4 separate regions of the Sus scrofa genome follow, and all the other regions are linked to region 4. The links are chromatin contacts, called in public HiChIP or PLAC-seq and promoter capture Hi-C maps. All regions are on one chromosome and are shown on one strand. Each heading gives the region's core, a stretch centred on a gene start, on an enhancer-like site or on the middle of the called end of the contact. The rest is flanking DNA. Distances are from core to core; before and after follow the strand shown.

Region 1 (3,271 bases), core at 214-2,713, 92 kb before region 4:
GACCAGCGCCCCCCTTCCCCGGCCACGTAGGCATTAGTAGGCAATAGCTACCGTACCAGTAGCTGCGCAGTGTCCACTGCCCCCGCCCCCAGGACACCGGGCCCCTCAGCCCTGCCTCCCTCTTCTTACTTTGCCGAAGCTCTCTCCTGCCCAGAAGTGGAGGTTCACACTCACCCCCCACCCCCGCCCTCATGCTCTCCAGTCCCTAGCCCCTCCGCCTCGTTCCCAGGAAGGGGCGGCTGTCACCCCACGAAGGTCCCAGTAAGACTTCCTAGAACTCCAGGCCCCTCCGTCTTCTACTTCCACCCCGAGGCAGGACGCCCATTCCAACTTTGCTCCCACTCTCCCGAGGCTGTCCCTCTGCCACCTCGATGGGTGCTTGCCGCGGTTTGATATGAACGACTCCAAGGGAGAGGTCCCATCAGCACGGCCCCACCCGAGTCCGGGCGCTGGCACGCCGCCCCTCCCGGGAGCGGGAGGAGGACAGCAGCTGGGCGGGGGATCCCTGGGGCCGCGCACCTGGTAGTAGGCCCTCTGCAGGTAGTTGTAGGGTTCCCGGCGGCGGAAGGCGTCCCGGAGCGTGCTCCCCACGCGGAGCCGCGCCGCGCCCCCCGGGCCCAGCCTCCGCGCGGCGCACTGGGTCAGGCACTCGGCGCGCCGGAGCGCGGCACGGAGTAGCAGCGGCTCCCAGGCGCCCCGCGCCGCTCCGGGCCCCGGGGCAGCGGCGAGCAGGGCGGGGAGCGCGGCCCCCGGCTCGGCGGCGCAGCGCTCCTGGCAGTCCCGCCGCGCGCGGCCCAGCGCCACCCGGCTCCGCAGCGCCTCCCGCAGCAGAGCCACAGCCGGCGCCCAGGCCCCGGCCGCGTAAGCGCGCAGCCCGTCGGCGTAGAGCAAGTCGGGGGCCTGAGGGGGCGCCCCCGGGGACAGCGGGGCCAAGCCGGGGGGTTCGGGGGACCCCGGGGGAGGCAGCAGCAGCAGGAGCAGCAACAACCAGAGGAGCCGGAGCATCGTGTCAGAGCCGCCGGCCGGCTGCCCGAGGGAACTGCGGGAGCCGAGAGGGAGAGGGAGGAAAGGGGGAAGGGAGAGGGAGGGGAAAGGAAGGAGAGATGGAGAGGAGGGAGGAGAGGAAGAGGGGAGGAAAGAGCGGCACCGACCGGCGCTGATGGAGCCGAGACAACCCTGGGAGAGGCCGGTCTGGGAGACAGGAGTCAGAGAACGCCTGGCAGAACGTGGTGAAGCGGGCTTTAGGATAAGCGAGGTGGCAGGGACGAGAAACAGACCGTGGAGCGAGCGGAGCCGATGGCTGGCACTGGAGCAGGCCTAAGGCACCCTGAGGAGCCTCTTAGGACTCCGGACTCCAACTCCAGAGGCCCTTGGGGCGGGAGTACCTACTGCAGCAATGTTCCCCTCCAGCCTAGAGTCCAGGAAAGGGAGCGTGCCTGCCTCCCACACACCCAGCCACCCACGCAGGCTTTTGGAAAAAGAGCTTTAGAATGCAGCAGGGGGGAGGATAAACTCCAGGCCTGTGACACCAAGTCTGCCCAAACCCTTTCCTGCCCAGAAAGTGGGCACACACAGATTTGGGAAAAGGAGGCAAGCTGAAGCATGGGAGGTAGAGATGTCCTGTAAAACCACCCCTACGATCTCAACAAATATCCTTCACACCCAAAACCAGCAAGCTCAAGAGTCTCCCCATACCCCCCACCCCAGCAGGAGATGCCCTCCTAAGCCTGTCTCTGTGTTGTCCGCGTGTCTCTCTTCCTCTGTGTATATTTCTGCGCCTCTGTCCACTGTCTCTGCTCTGTTTTGTCCTCTCTGAGCCATTCCACTCCCCAAGCCTCTGACCATCCCCTTTGCCACCACAGCACACTGGACACAGAGGTTTTCATGGTAACACTTCAGACTTTAATACATTTTGCTAGGGATGACGGAAGGTGAGCTGGGCATCCGGTGACGGGATGACAGCAGGAGTTCCAGGGCCCCCGATCCAGCCCATCTCCTTAGAGTCTGGAGGCAGCCGCCTTAGGCTCAGGTATAGAACGAGGTGTTACCCACCCAGCCCCACCTCCTCTCAGTCCAGCAGGCCCACTTGGGCTCAAAGGGTCAGCTGGGGGAAGATGGGGTTACCTGGGCCCCAGGATCCTCCCCAAGCTCGTGCGCCCCCCTCACCTCCTGTCAGGGAGCAGCGTCGCCCTGCACTTAGGCCCAAAGGAAGTCCAATGGCTCTGCTCTCAGGGGACCCAAGGGAGAGTCGGCGGGGTGAGATGCCCAGGGGCCTGGGCCGGCGAGGAGAGGGCCCCGGCGAGGCAGTCGGAGAAGGCAGAGGCGTCTCGTCAATGAAGGTGGTGATCTCCTCTCGGAAGAAGCCTGGACCCCATGGAGGTCCCCCACCTGACCCCAGAACCCCACCCTCCAGGAATTGGCGGAGGCTGGCCAGCCCCCCACCTTCAGCCTCTTCCTCATCCTCCTCATCCTCCAGCCTTTGTCTCTGTCCCAGGTACTCAGGAGGGCCCCCTAGGGCCCGGCTCTGGGCTGGGAGGACCCGGATGTCATCAGAGGATGACCACTTGTGCAGGAAGGAGCCTGGTGCCCGAGGAGTAGCGAAGATGTTGGTCTCATCATGGGACAGACGGCGGGCCAGAGGGACCTGGGGAGAGGAGGAAGTAGACCCAGAGGTGCTGCAGGGACAAAGGGGGCAGAGGCAGAAACTGAAACGGGGACTCTCTGCAAGTGGCTCCACCCCTACACTTTCGCAAAAAAACGCCTCTGATGGGCGAGCCGGCTTCTGGCAGGTCTGTGCCCTGCAGGCCCGGACTAGGGAGGGATGAGAGACTGCAGAAAAGGAGGGAGGGGATACCCACAGTCGGAGGTGTATGGCCTCGTCCCATACCTGTAAGTAATGGACCCTCTCAAGAGGGGGAAAAAGCATGTGCCTTCCAGGCAGCAGCTTCACTTGGGCGGGGTCCCTGCCCCCTGGTCCTGTGGCCCCGTTGGCATCAAAGCGAACTTTGCACACTCGGCCGTCTGCATAGTCATCACAGCCCCCATCTAGGAGATAAAAGGGGCAGAGTGGTTACAAGCAGGGAATACCCACCCCCCAACCCCCTCATAAAGCTTCCACTCCCTTATAAGTTCCCTGGAGAATCCTCCTGTTCCCATTAGTCTGTAAATTCTAAGAGGAAAGCAAGAGTCGCTAAGGGTCTGTTGCTTCATTGCGGAGCCCCTAGTGATTCATACATACCCACACACTTAATTGAAACAGTTGCCACACCCC
Region 2 (3,179 bases), core at 447-2,946, 72 kb after region 4:
CTGGAAGGGTCATGACATGACGGGAACTCCACCCACCTTAAAGGATGTCTTTACATAAAGTGTTTATTTTCAACCTGTGCGGCCTGTTTGGGTTATGATCCCATCCTCAGCCCTGTCCCCCTGCCCCACAGCGTCAGCTCTCCAACCCCTGGGAGTTATGGATCCATCTGCAGGAAAGAGAATCAAAGGGGTAGTACCCAGGGCAGCAAGCCCTCCGTTAGGAGGAGAAGCCCTGAGAAGCCAGGGGGGTGGAATGAAGGTCACAGCCAGTGTCTTGGGGAGCCTGTGGGCCGAAGGGCGTGTGTGTCTTCATTTCTGAAGCCCTGATCCCAAGATCTCGGATGTGAGTGTAGGACTGTCTCTCTGAGGATGATCTGAATGAGGTCGTGTCTAGTGGGCCAACTGCAGGGCAGTAGGGCCGAACTTGAGCTTTTTAGGAGGGAGGAAAGAACTGTGGTTGAGCTCAGGAAACCCCTGCTCTGATATCAAGTGAGAGGTCTGATGGTCTGAAAACGGTGAAGTGGGGAGGAGCTGCACCTTTTGTTTGTTTTTCAGCCACACATGTACAAAGTTCCTGGGCCAGGAATTGAACCTGTGCCACAGCAGCCACCAGAACCACAGCAGTGACAACGCTGGGTCCTTGAGGAACTGCATCTTTTTTTTTTTTTTTTGTCTTTGTTGTTGTTGTTGTTGTTGCTATTTCTTGGGCCGCTCCCGCGGCATATGGAGGTTCCCAGGCTAGGGGTTGAATCGGAGCTGTAGCCACCGGCCTACGCCAGAGCCACAGCAAAGCGGGATCCGAGCCGCGTCTGCAACCTACACCACAGCTCACGGCAACGCCGGATCGTTAACCCACTGAGCAAGGGCAGGGACCGAACCCGCAACCTCATGGTTCCTAGTCGGATTCGTTAACCACTGCGCCACGACGGGAACTCCAGGAACTGCATCTTAATGACATGCTTGGAGCTGTGACTCCAGCATCAGCCTTTAATAATCTGGGATCCCCCAAAACATGTTCTGGATACACACATATGAGGGAAACTGCACAGCATTTAGAAGAAAACATTACAGAGTTCCTGTCGTGGCTCAGTGGTTAAAGAACCCGACTAGTATCCATGAGGACGTGGGTTCGATCCCTGGCCTTGCTCAGTGGGTTAAGGATCCAGTTTTGCCATGAGCTGTGGTGTAGGTTGCAGATGTGGCTCGGATCCAACGTTGCTGTGGCTGTGCCTTAGGCTGGCAGCTGTAGCTCCGATTCAGCTCCTAGCCTGGGAACCTCCATATGCCGTGAGTACGATCTTAAAAAGACAAAAAAGAGAAAACATTATGGAGAAGCTCAATATGTAGAATATAGCACAAAGAACAGTGTCAAGCATCTCCATCTACCCTTTATCAGCTTTGATTATCAACATGCCATTGGCCTTTTAATGGGATGTTGAAACCTCTGAGAAGCTCTGTAACAGAGAAACCTTTTCCACTTAGTCTCTCCATTCTCATTCGACCACAGTGTCCTTTTTCACCTGCCGCTTGTTTTTGAGTACTGACTGCAAACACCATGCCCGGTCCTACTGATGTAGAAAACAAGGGGCTCAGCCCGGGGTACAGAGACCAGAGGCTGTCATCTGAGCCCTGGTTCCCCCCCACACACACACACATACACACAGATAGAAGCTACATGTGGCAAGAGTGAAACCACCTGCAGGAACCCAACAGAGAGACAGACAGCCAGGAGGAACTGATGAGAACAAAAGGCTGGTGGGTTAGTCATCTGGCATCACTGGGTGGGTGTGCCAGTTAGGCTCACCGGAAACTGTGGGAAATGTGTGAGCCATGAGGGGACAGTCAGCAGTCAGCGATGGTTGGGGCCAGATGAAGTGCCTTTATCCGCTGGGGATTCTTCTCCTCTGACCTGTCTGTGGACCACTGAGGGCAGTGCTTCCTCCTCTGTCTCCCTGCCCCACGCAGGGTTGGGCGAGTGCAGGGAGCTGGGATCTGCTGACAGCTGCGGAGGTGGGTGTGTCCGCCTGCCTGGAGCAGGTCCTACCAGCCCAGCCCAGCCCAGAACAGGCAGCAGCGGAAGCCAGCTCAAGGCAGCGGCGGAGCCTCAGCGAGCACAGGTATGGGGGCATCACAGGTTGGGGGGAGCCCCCCAGGGGCAGCCCCTCTCCTTTAGAAATAGGACATGGGTGGGGGGGGGTGGAGGTGAAAGTAGGCTGTGGGCCCTGGGAAAATGTTTCAGTCAAAAGCCCAAAGGGACAGGCTTGGGCCCACAGACAGGGGACAGAGGATTGCCCTAGATCTTGAAGCCCCACCCTGGCTGTCCCCGAGGCTGTGTCCTCCCCTTCACCGGTCAGGTCCCCACTGTCAAGCTGAACCCCAATCCCAGGGCCACCGAGGAAGGCCCTCTGGGGCTGGTTGCCAGCCCTTTCCTACTCTTAGACAACGCAAGCCCTAAAACCCACTCGCCCCAGGGCCGGGCCTTTGCCGGTGACAATGAACTCATCTGATGAAACCCCATCAGCAGGGTCAAGGCTCAGCTGTGCCCTTACGGGGATCCTTCCAATGTAACCAGTGTGCTTCAGTGGTGTCTTGGACAGACGCTGCCTTAACCCAGGGCATTGTCTTTATCGGAGGATTAGATGAACTGTGTCCAGGGTCCCTACAGTTCTGCGGGAATGTGGCCTGTGAGGGTCCCGAAGTGGATAAAATTTCAGATACTGAGCATGGGTTGGGGGAGATATTTGAGAGCGGGCAAGGCCTTCTGGTCCCTCTGTGTCCCAACCATGAGGCAGCTGCCCACCGAGTCCTTATGTTCACGGGGGCCTCCCTGACGGAAGGGGTTGTGTCGCCTGTCGCTTCAGGGTGAGCGAAGGTCGTAGCAGAAGGGAAGATGGAGGCAAGGATTAAACGGGAGGCAGAAACCTACTCAACCCATGAGCCTCACTTCCTGGCAACTGAGGGACCCTAGAACCCAGCTCTTTCGGCCTCTGATACCTGTGCCCACAGGAAGGGGAAAGCAGAGACTTGAGTGCTGCCTGAGGTCAGGGCGAGGTCCACGAGGCCAAAGGCTCCTGTGGAGGCGAGAACCACCCAAGGCTATGGAGGGCTGAACCCTCTTAGGTCTTTTTTTTTTTTTCCTGTCTTTTAGGGCCACACCCAACACATATGGAGGTTCCCAG
Region 3 (3,156 bases), core at 185-2,684, 94 kb after region 4:
CTAGGATGAGAATGGACCACTTGACCTGAGGAGGTGGTGTGGGAAGGGGACTGCTGGAATGTTGAGAAATAGTCTTTAGGTGGGCATTTGTAATTATTATGGGATGCTCTGAGGTGAACTGAACTTTATGTGAATGGCTCATCTGACCAGCTTGGTATTTGGTGGGTCTTACTCAAAATTTAACTGGAGGTAAGTGTTGCTAAGTGTCTGGAGAACATCTGGATTTTGGTGGGATTGGGTGGGGCTCAGTCCAGTTCCTGCATGTCTGAAAATGATGGATGAGGAAAGCTAGAGTCTGTCCTAGACATCAAGAGACTTTGTGCCAGGATACTGCTTTGGGCCATTAAGGGCTGAAGGTGTGTACAAGTTGGGGCGGGGACAGGGCAATGTGGATAGCCTGCTTCACCCTTGCTGGTGTGGGAGTTAGGGTTTTAGACTGACAGCCTCTGGAGATGGGGGAGGGATGAGTATAAATATTATGGGATGCCTGACTGGAAAGGTATAGGGGTGGTAGAGATGAGCATTATGGGACCTGACTCTGGGTTGTGTTGGGAGTATTATTGTATGTTTGCTTGACCACAGGTTCTTTGTCATTATTATGGGATGTCAGGGTGTGGGTGGGGGAGTAAAATTATGGGATATCTTTCCAGTGCTAGAGGAAAGGAGTTTGGATGTCCATCTGTGAGGTGACTGTAGGGCTGTTGATCATTATGGATATCTCTGATAGAGGAGGAGTGGTTATTATGGGCTGTGGAGTGGGAATGAACGTCTGAAGCCTTGGGGTCGAGTTTTGAGGTTCTAGCCCACAGGGGCTGAGGGCAGCTCCCCAGGGGGTTGGTTATTATGGGATGTCAGTACAGAAAGTGGGAGACTGATTACTACGGGATGTGTGTGGGAAGTGGGAAGAGGCCGAAGTGTCCGTTGTTGGGGGGGGGTGAGTTTCTGACTATTATGGGATATCAAACTGGGGGTGGATGAAGAGTGGTTATTATGGGATGTCTGTGGGGGATGGGGATGAGTATTATGGGATGTGAGCATGAAGAGCGGGTAGGGGTGCTTATTATGGGATGGCCATGGGGAGGGAGAGGTGACGAATTATTATGGGATGTTAGCATTAGGGCCAAGAGTGAAGAAGTTGGCAAAGGATGGCTATTATGGGATGTCTAGGGGAGGGGTAAAGTGTTAGTTGCAAAAGGTCTGCAATATCATGAGATGTCAACATCCCTGGCATATATGTATATGTGTATGGAGTGCGTGCGCGTGGGGGGGTGATGGTTGTGGTGGTGGTGGTGGTACGGTGGTGGTGGTGGTGGTGGTGTCCGTGTGTATTATGGGATGGCCAGGAGGTGGGTGGTTGCCCGGGTGACACGCGCGCGCGCGCTCGAAGGGGGCGTGGCCAGTGGTTGCTGAGCGACGAGGGGGCGGGGGTTGCCCGGGAGACCTAGGGAGGAGGGTGGCGGTAGTGGAGGGGGGGTTGGAGTTGGTTGAGGTTATTATGGGCTGTCCGTGGGGGGGCGGGGCCTGTGCGGTGGGATTTCCCGGCCGGTGTTTCGGGCCCTTTAAGAGGCGACGCTGGAGCCGGAGCCATTTTCCCCCCTTCGGCCGCGGCGAGGAGGAGCCGGAGCGGGAGTGACACCCGGCCGGACCCTGCGCGACCTGCGGCGGCTCCGGGGTGAGGAGAGCGCGGGGTTCCCAGACAGAAGCCCCTCTCATCCCGACCGGCCCCGAGGGTCATCCCTCCACCCAGCCTCTCTTCGGGCGTCCCCGGACCCGCAGACCGCCCCCTGCCCGGGAAGCCGACCCTGCCTCTCCTTCCCCTGCAGGGCGCCCAGCCCCCGCCCTCGCCCTGCCCGACTCTAGCTCTCCGCGACTCCCACCTCGGGCTTTGCCTCCCACAATGCCCGGCGCCCCCCTCGCCCTTTGCTCACTTGCCCCCCGGGACACGTGGCCCGGCCCCCCGCCTGGTGGGAGCCCCGGCCCCCCACGCCCCTGCCTCCAGCCCCCCGGAGCGCCGAGCCTCCACGCCCCCTCGTCCCCGCGGCTTCTCCGGAGAACCCGAGTTGTCCCAGAGGACAGCCTTTGGAGAGCTGCCCTGTCTGGGGACTGGCCCCTCCCCAGGCGCAGGGAGTCGCCCCCCCACCCCCAAGTGACCTTGTGTCCCCAAGCGCCTCGCCGCCGGCCGCCTCCCCCGATCCTCCCCCCACCCCCCCCGCGCCGCGGCCACTCGGACCCCCTCCCCCGACACGCCCGGCTCAGTTCAGCGGCTTCTCCCCTCCCTACGCCGGCACCGGCTTGCCCTCGGGGGCGCCGCTTCCTCCGGTCTGGGGGGCTCCAGCCCGGGAGCCGGCTTCCGGGCTGCCCCTGGGAGTGTGGAACTAAGTTCAGCCTGAGTGGTTCGGGTGCCCTGCTCGGGTGGCTGAGGGGTGGGGGGGCCGGGGGTGGGCGGAAAGCGCGGCGGGGTGGGGGAGGGGGCCGTGCGCGTCACTGACTGTTCTCTTTCTCTCCCCCCTCCCCCGCACAGTGACTCGGGCCAGTGTCGAGGGCCCCAGGCCGCAGGCAGGAGCAGCTGGGCCAATTCCCTGGCCGGGAGCGGAAGGGGATGGCGTCGGGCCTGGGCTCCCCGTCCCCCTGCTCAGCGGGCAGTGAGGAGGAGGATATGGATGCACTTTTGAACAACAGCCTGCCCCCACCCCACCCAGGTAACATCTTCCCCAAGGGCCCCGGGCAGGAAGGAGCCATCTGGGCCCTCCCTAGTGGCTCCGTGAGGCAGGGTTGAGTTTCTGGGCTTGCTCTGTGCAGTGAGAGGTGGAGGGCATCCGAAGGGAGTGGTTCTCTTCTGCGGAGCTCTTGTGCGAGGGGGTTGGAAGCCATGTGCCTCCCGGGCTGCGCGGACCGAGATGCAAGCTTGCTGCACTGCCTTCGGGAATTGCTCTGCAGTTCCCGGTTGAGGGAGCTCTCTGGGCTGGCAGGCTTTGTGGGTCCTTGGAGGAATGCAGGTGGCTGGGACCCCTGGAGGCTGTGCAGTGGGGAAGGGGCTGGGTTGAGGATCGCTTTTGGAGGAGACCAGCCGGGCATCTCTGCCGGTAGGATCCTGTGATTGCTGCTGTGGAAAAGAAAGAGGGAGTGCTGGTTACTCTCTGATTATTTTTAGCTTCT
Region 4 (3,273 bases), core at 336-2,835:
CAGCCAGCTTTCTTCAGACCAGAAGGTTCCCCAAAGGCTAAATCCACTGAATCACTGACCCTCAAAAGCGTAACTCAGTTTGCCCACCTACCATTGTTATACCATCTTGGGGGTTGGGTTGGTGACATATATCTTGGCAACCCACTCACTGTGGACTTCAAACTCAACTCTGCCACTTCTGTGCGAACAGTTCTGTGTTCCTAGCATGCTGCTATGTGTCTTTGGGAAAAAGACACTTTCTACCTACTCTAACTGAAGTGAATTAGCATATGGTGCAAAGGGGGAGAGAACAGAGCATGCCAATTTCACAGTCAGTTATTCCATTTGTACCAGACTTTACTTTCCCATAATTTCATCTGATTCCTACAAGAGTGAGGGATTGTATCAGGAGCATTTTTTTAAAAGAGAAAATTTAGGGCCTAAAATTAAAGAAACCTGATCAAGATCATATGATTATTAAGAGCTATTACACTGATAGAGACAGGCTGGAATCAGGTCTCCTACTCTGAATCGCAGGCTCTTTGTTCAAAAATGAAAAATACTCAGTTTTACAGATCATTCATCCTCAAAGGGAAACTAAGAGGTTTACTTGCCTACTTATTTCTGCAAGCTGTTGGTTAATTATTACCATATTCTTGTTTAACTGTATGGTCATGGGGTTGCGAAATAAGCCCGGGCCGCCTGTTCTCAAATTCAAACTTTAGTCAAGCTGCCCTGTGGGCTACCCAGGTCAGGAACCCACCTCTCTAACATTAGGCATATCCAGCAGTTCCCCAAACACGTAGACACCAGGGGCCTCCAGCACCTGGTGGATGAGTGTGGCCAGCGCTGCCCCCTTGGCCGACTTCGCCAGGAGCAGGAATTGCTCCTGGTTCTGCCCTGTCACCTTCACCTCCGCACTCATGGCTGCACTGAGCTGGGGGGACCTGGGCTCAGGAAGTCTGGAGCTGCAAGGAAAGAGAATGTGAAGGCGAAGTTCCTTGAACAGGGGAGGATGAAAAGCACAAGAGATAAGGGCTGGACTGGAGACACTGAGCCACTTTCGCAACAATAAAGTTCGCTCTATCTCGCAACCCAGAGATCGAGCAGTCTAACATCGGACCTAGGAACCCTAAAATCGGGCACTTTGAAGGAAGCCTGGCTAAAATCCGGCTGCCACGCCCACCTCCCCCAACCCTGGGCCTAACCTCAAGCCCCACCACGTGCACCCCAATGAACCCCAAGGCACAAGTCGTAGTGGGGGAGGTGATGTCACATAGTATCCACCGGGACGACGCTCCCTCAAATCCACAGTACCCCGCAGGTGCCCCGAACCACGTGACCTCACCCTCGCGATCCTTCCACGTGGCTCCGCCCCCTCCCTTAAAGAGGCCGCCCAGGGACCGTGGGCTCCCGCCGACTGCCTCGTCGTACTCTGGGTCAGACTCCGCGGGCCGCTACCTGGAAGCTTCTTCTTCCAGCGCACTGGGCGGGGCCACCGCTCCGTCACCTCCGGCAGCTGTTCCCAGCCTTTCCTGCCACCTCCCTGCACGGTCGCTCTGGCCCCTAAACTCTATGGCTGGCTTCCGGCCTTACTTTCCGCTCTCACGGGGCGGGTTTCAGGCGGGACATGCTCCGTCCCCGCCTCCGACTGATGAAGATCCCAAGAGCGACGCAGGCGTTCTGCTCTCTGATTGGCTCTTGCGGAAAGAATGACGGGCGCCCTTTCCTCGGCTTTGTTTCAATAAAACTTTATTGGACAAGCGCAAGAGGCTGTTTGCAGAGGGAACTCTTGGCGATAGCCTGCTACCGGCTAGTTCTGCGTCAGCTTCAGGCTGGCTGAGGTCTGAAAATTTGTCAGAGTTCCCGAGGCAAGAGAAAAGCTGTAATCGAAAGAGAGGGGGATTTAAAAAAAAGAGAGGGGAGTTCCCGTCGTGGCGCAGTGGTTAACGAATCCGACTAGGAACCATGAGGTTGCGGGTTCGGTCCCTGCCCTTGCTCATTGGCTTAAAGGATCCGGCGTTGCCGTGAGCTGTGGCGTAGATTGCAGACGCGGCTCGGATCCCGCGTTGCTGTGGCTCAGGCATAGGCCAGTGGCTACAGCTCCGATTTGACCCCTAGCCTGGGAACCTCCATATGCCGCGGGAGCGGCCCAAAGAAATAGCAGACAAAATAATAAAAAATAAAAAATAATTAAAAAAAAAAGAGAGGGACATAAGGAAAAAGGTGGTGTGAAACGAGGAGGAGAGAGGGAGACCATAGAAGTTGAGCTGCAGAGATCGTCTCATTTTTATTGCAACCACTCATTTTTTTGGAGGAGAAAGAGACAAGTGTGGAAACGGTAAATAGTAATAGCTAACACGTATTGAAGGCTTACTGTTGTTCAGGCATCTTTTAAAATTAAAATTTGACCCATTGAATTCTCATAACTGTACAGTGTCTCCATGGTGTTTCCAGGACGCCATCTCTCATGTTTGCAAATGTACTGAATGATGCATTCCTGTACATTAACCCTTTTGATTCCTGGAGAAGGAAAAAAAATCCTAGCTGCAGGGAAGGCATACATTGAAGCTCATAAAAATCCAGAGTTTTGGAGTTCCCGTCGTGTCGCAGTGGTTAACGAATCTGACTAGGAACCACGAGGTTGCGGTCCCTGCCCTTGCTCAGTGGGTTAACGATCTGGCGTTGCCGTGAGCTGTGGTGTAGGTTGCAGACGCGGCTCGGATCCCGCGTTGCTGTGGCTCTGGCATAGGCCGGTGGCTACAGCTCCGATTGGACCCCTAGCCTGGGAACCTCCATATGCCGCGGGAGCGGCCCAAAGAAAGCAAAAAAACGAACAAACAAACAAAAAATCCAGAGTTTTATTTGGAGCCCATGTCTATTCGAGCCTGGAGCCATCTTTCCAATTTACCACAATACTTTAGGGGGCAAAAATAAACAACTAACCTTTTCGTAGTGTTTTGTATCTCCTACCAGGCTTACAGAAGGTTAAATCAGAGCAATGTTAATGATATCTTGGAGGCACTTGTATGAGGCACTGAGCTAACAGCTTTACCTAATTCATTTGATGCGTGTAAAAAGTCCATTATTATTTCCATTTTCCAGATGGGAAAAGTGAGGCTCAGAGAAGTGAAATAATTTATATGTAATGGAAAGAGGAGAAAGGGAAAGACGTCGTTAAATGAAGAGAAAAATCAGAACTGGTAGGCTGCTGGAGCTATTGCTGAAGGGACTTTAAGCTCAAAGTTTATTTGTTGCTTTTTAGGGCTGCACATGCAGCATATGGATGTTCCC

Evidence for each region. Promoter capture Hi-C pulls out the DNA fragments that hold promoters and counts their contacts. HiChIP or PLAC-seq counts read pairs in DNA pulled down with a chosen protein or histone mark.
Region 1: a contact with region 4 is called in a promoter capture Hi-C map of liver, with 3 times the contacts expected there. The contact joins the promoter of P3H3 here to the promoter of COPS7A in region 4. A contact is called at or near these places in 1 of 5 promoter capture datasets (liver) and 4 of 47 Hi-C or Micro-C datasets (embryonic fibroblasts, liver and skeletal muscle).
Region 2: an H3K27ac HiChIP or PLAC-seq map of alveolar macrophages shows a contact between it and region 4. The contact joins the promoter of LPAR5 here to the promoter of COPS7A in region 4. A contact is called at or near these places in 2 of 5 promoter capture datasets (fetal liver and liver), 6 of 47 Hi-C or Micro-C datasets (alveolar macrophages, blood, embryonic fibroblasts and 3 more) and 1 of 2 datasets of contacts at active chromatin or transcription factors (alveolar macrophages).
Region 3: an H3K27ac HiChIP or PLAC-seq map of alveolar macrophages shows a contact between it and region 4. The contact joins the promoter of CHD4 here to the promoter of COPS7A in region 4. A contact is called at or near these places in 1 of 5 promoter capture datasets (liver), 1 of 47 Hi-C or Micro-C datasets (alveolar macrophages) and 1 of 2 datasets of contacts at active chromatin or transcription factors (alveolar macrophages).

What each region holds. Positions count from the first base shown.
Region 1 is chr5:63,883,831-63,887,101 of Sscrofa11.1, forward strand. It overlaps P3H3 (prolyl 3-hydroxylase 3), which reads right to left and starts at 1,464. Exons shown (of 14, transcript XM_005652597.3): 1 at 520-1,464. The coding sequence starts at 1,005. It overlaps GPR162 (probable G-protein coupled receptor 162), which reads right to left. Exons shown (of 5, transcript XM_013987412.2): 4 at 2,888-3,045; 5 at 1,880-2,644. The coding sequence ends at 2,093.
Region 2 is chr5:64,047,774-64,050,952 of Sscrofa11.1, forward strand. It overlaps LPAR5 (lysophosphatidic acid receptor 5), which reads left to right and starts at 1,697. Exons shown (of 2, transcript XM_005652601.3): 1 at 1,697-2,117. It overlaps ACRBP (acrosin-binding protein), which reads left to right. Exons shown (of 10, transcript XM_003126533.4): 10 at 1-73.
Region 3 is chr5:64,070,193-64,073,348 of Sscrofa11.1, forward strand. It overlaps CHD4 (chromodomain-helicase-DNA-binding protein 4), which reads left to right and starts at 1,435. Exons shown (of 40, transcript XM_021092425.1): 1 at 1,435-1,672; 2 at 2,522-2,699. The coding sequence starts at 2,600.
Region 4 is chr5:63,975,885-63,979,157 of Sscrofa11.1, forward strand. COPS7A (COP9 signalosome complex subunit 7a) reads right to left here and starts at 1,586. Exons shown (of 8, transcript XM_003126528.5): 1 at 1,441-1,586; 2 at 743-947. The coding sequence starts at 904.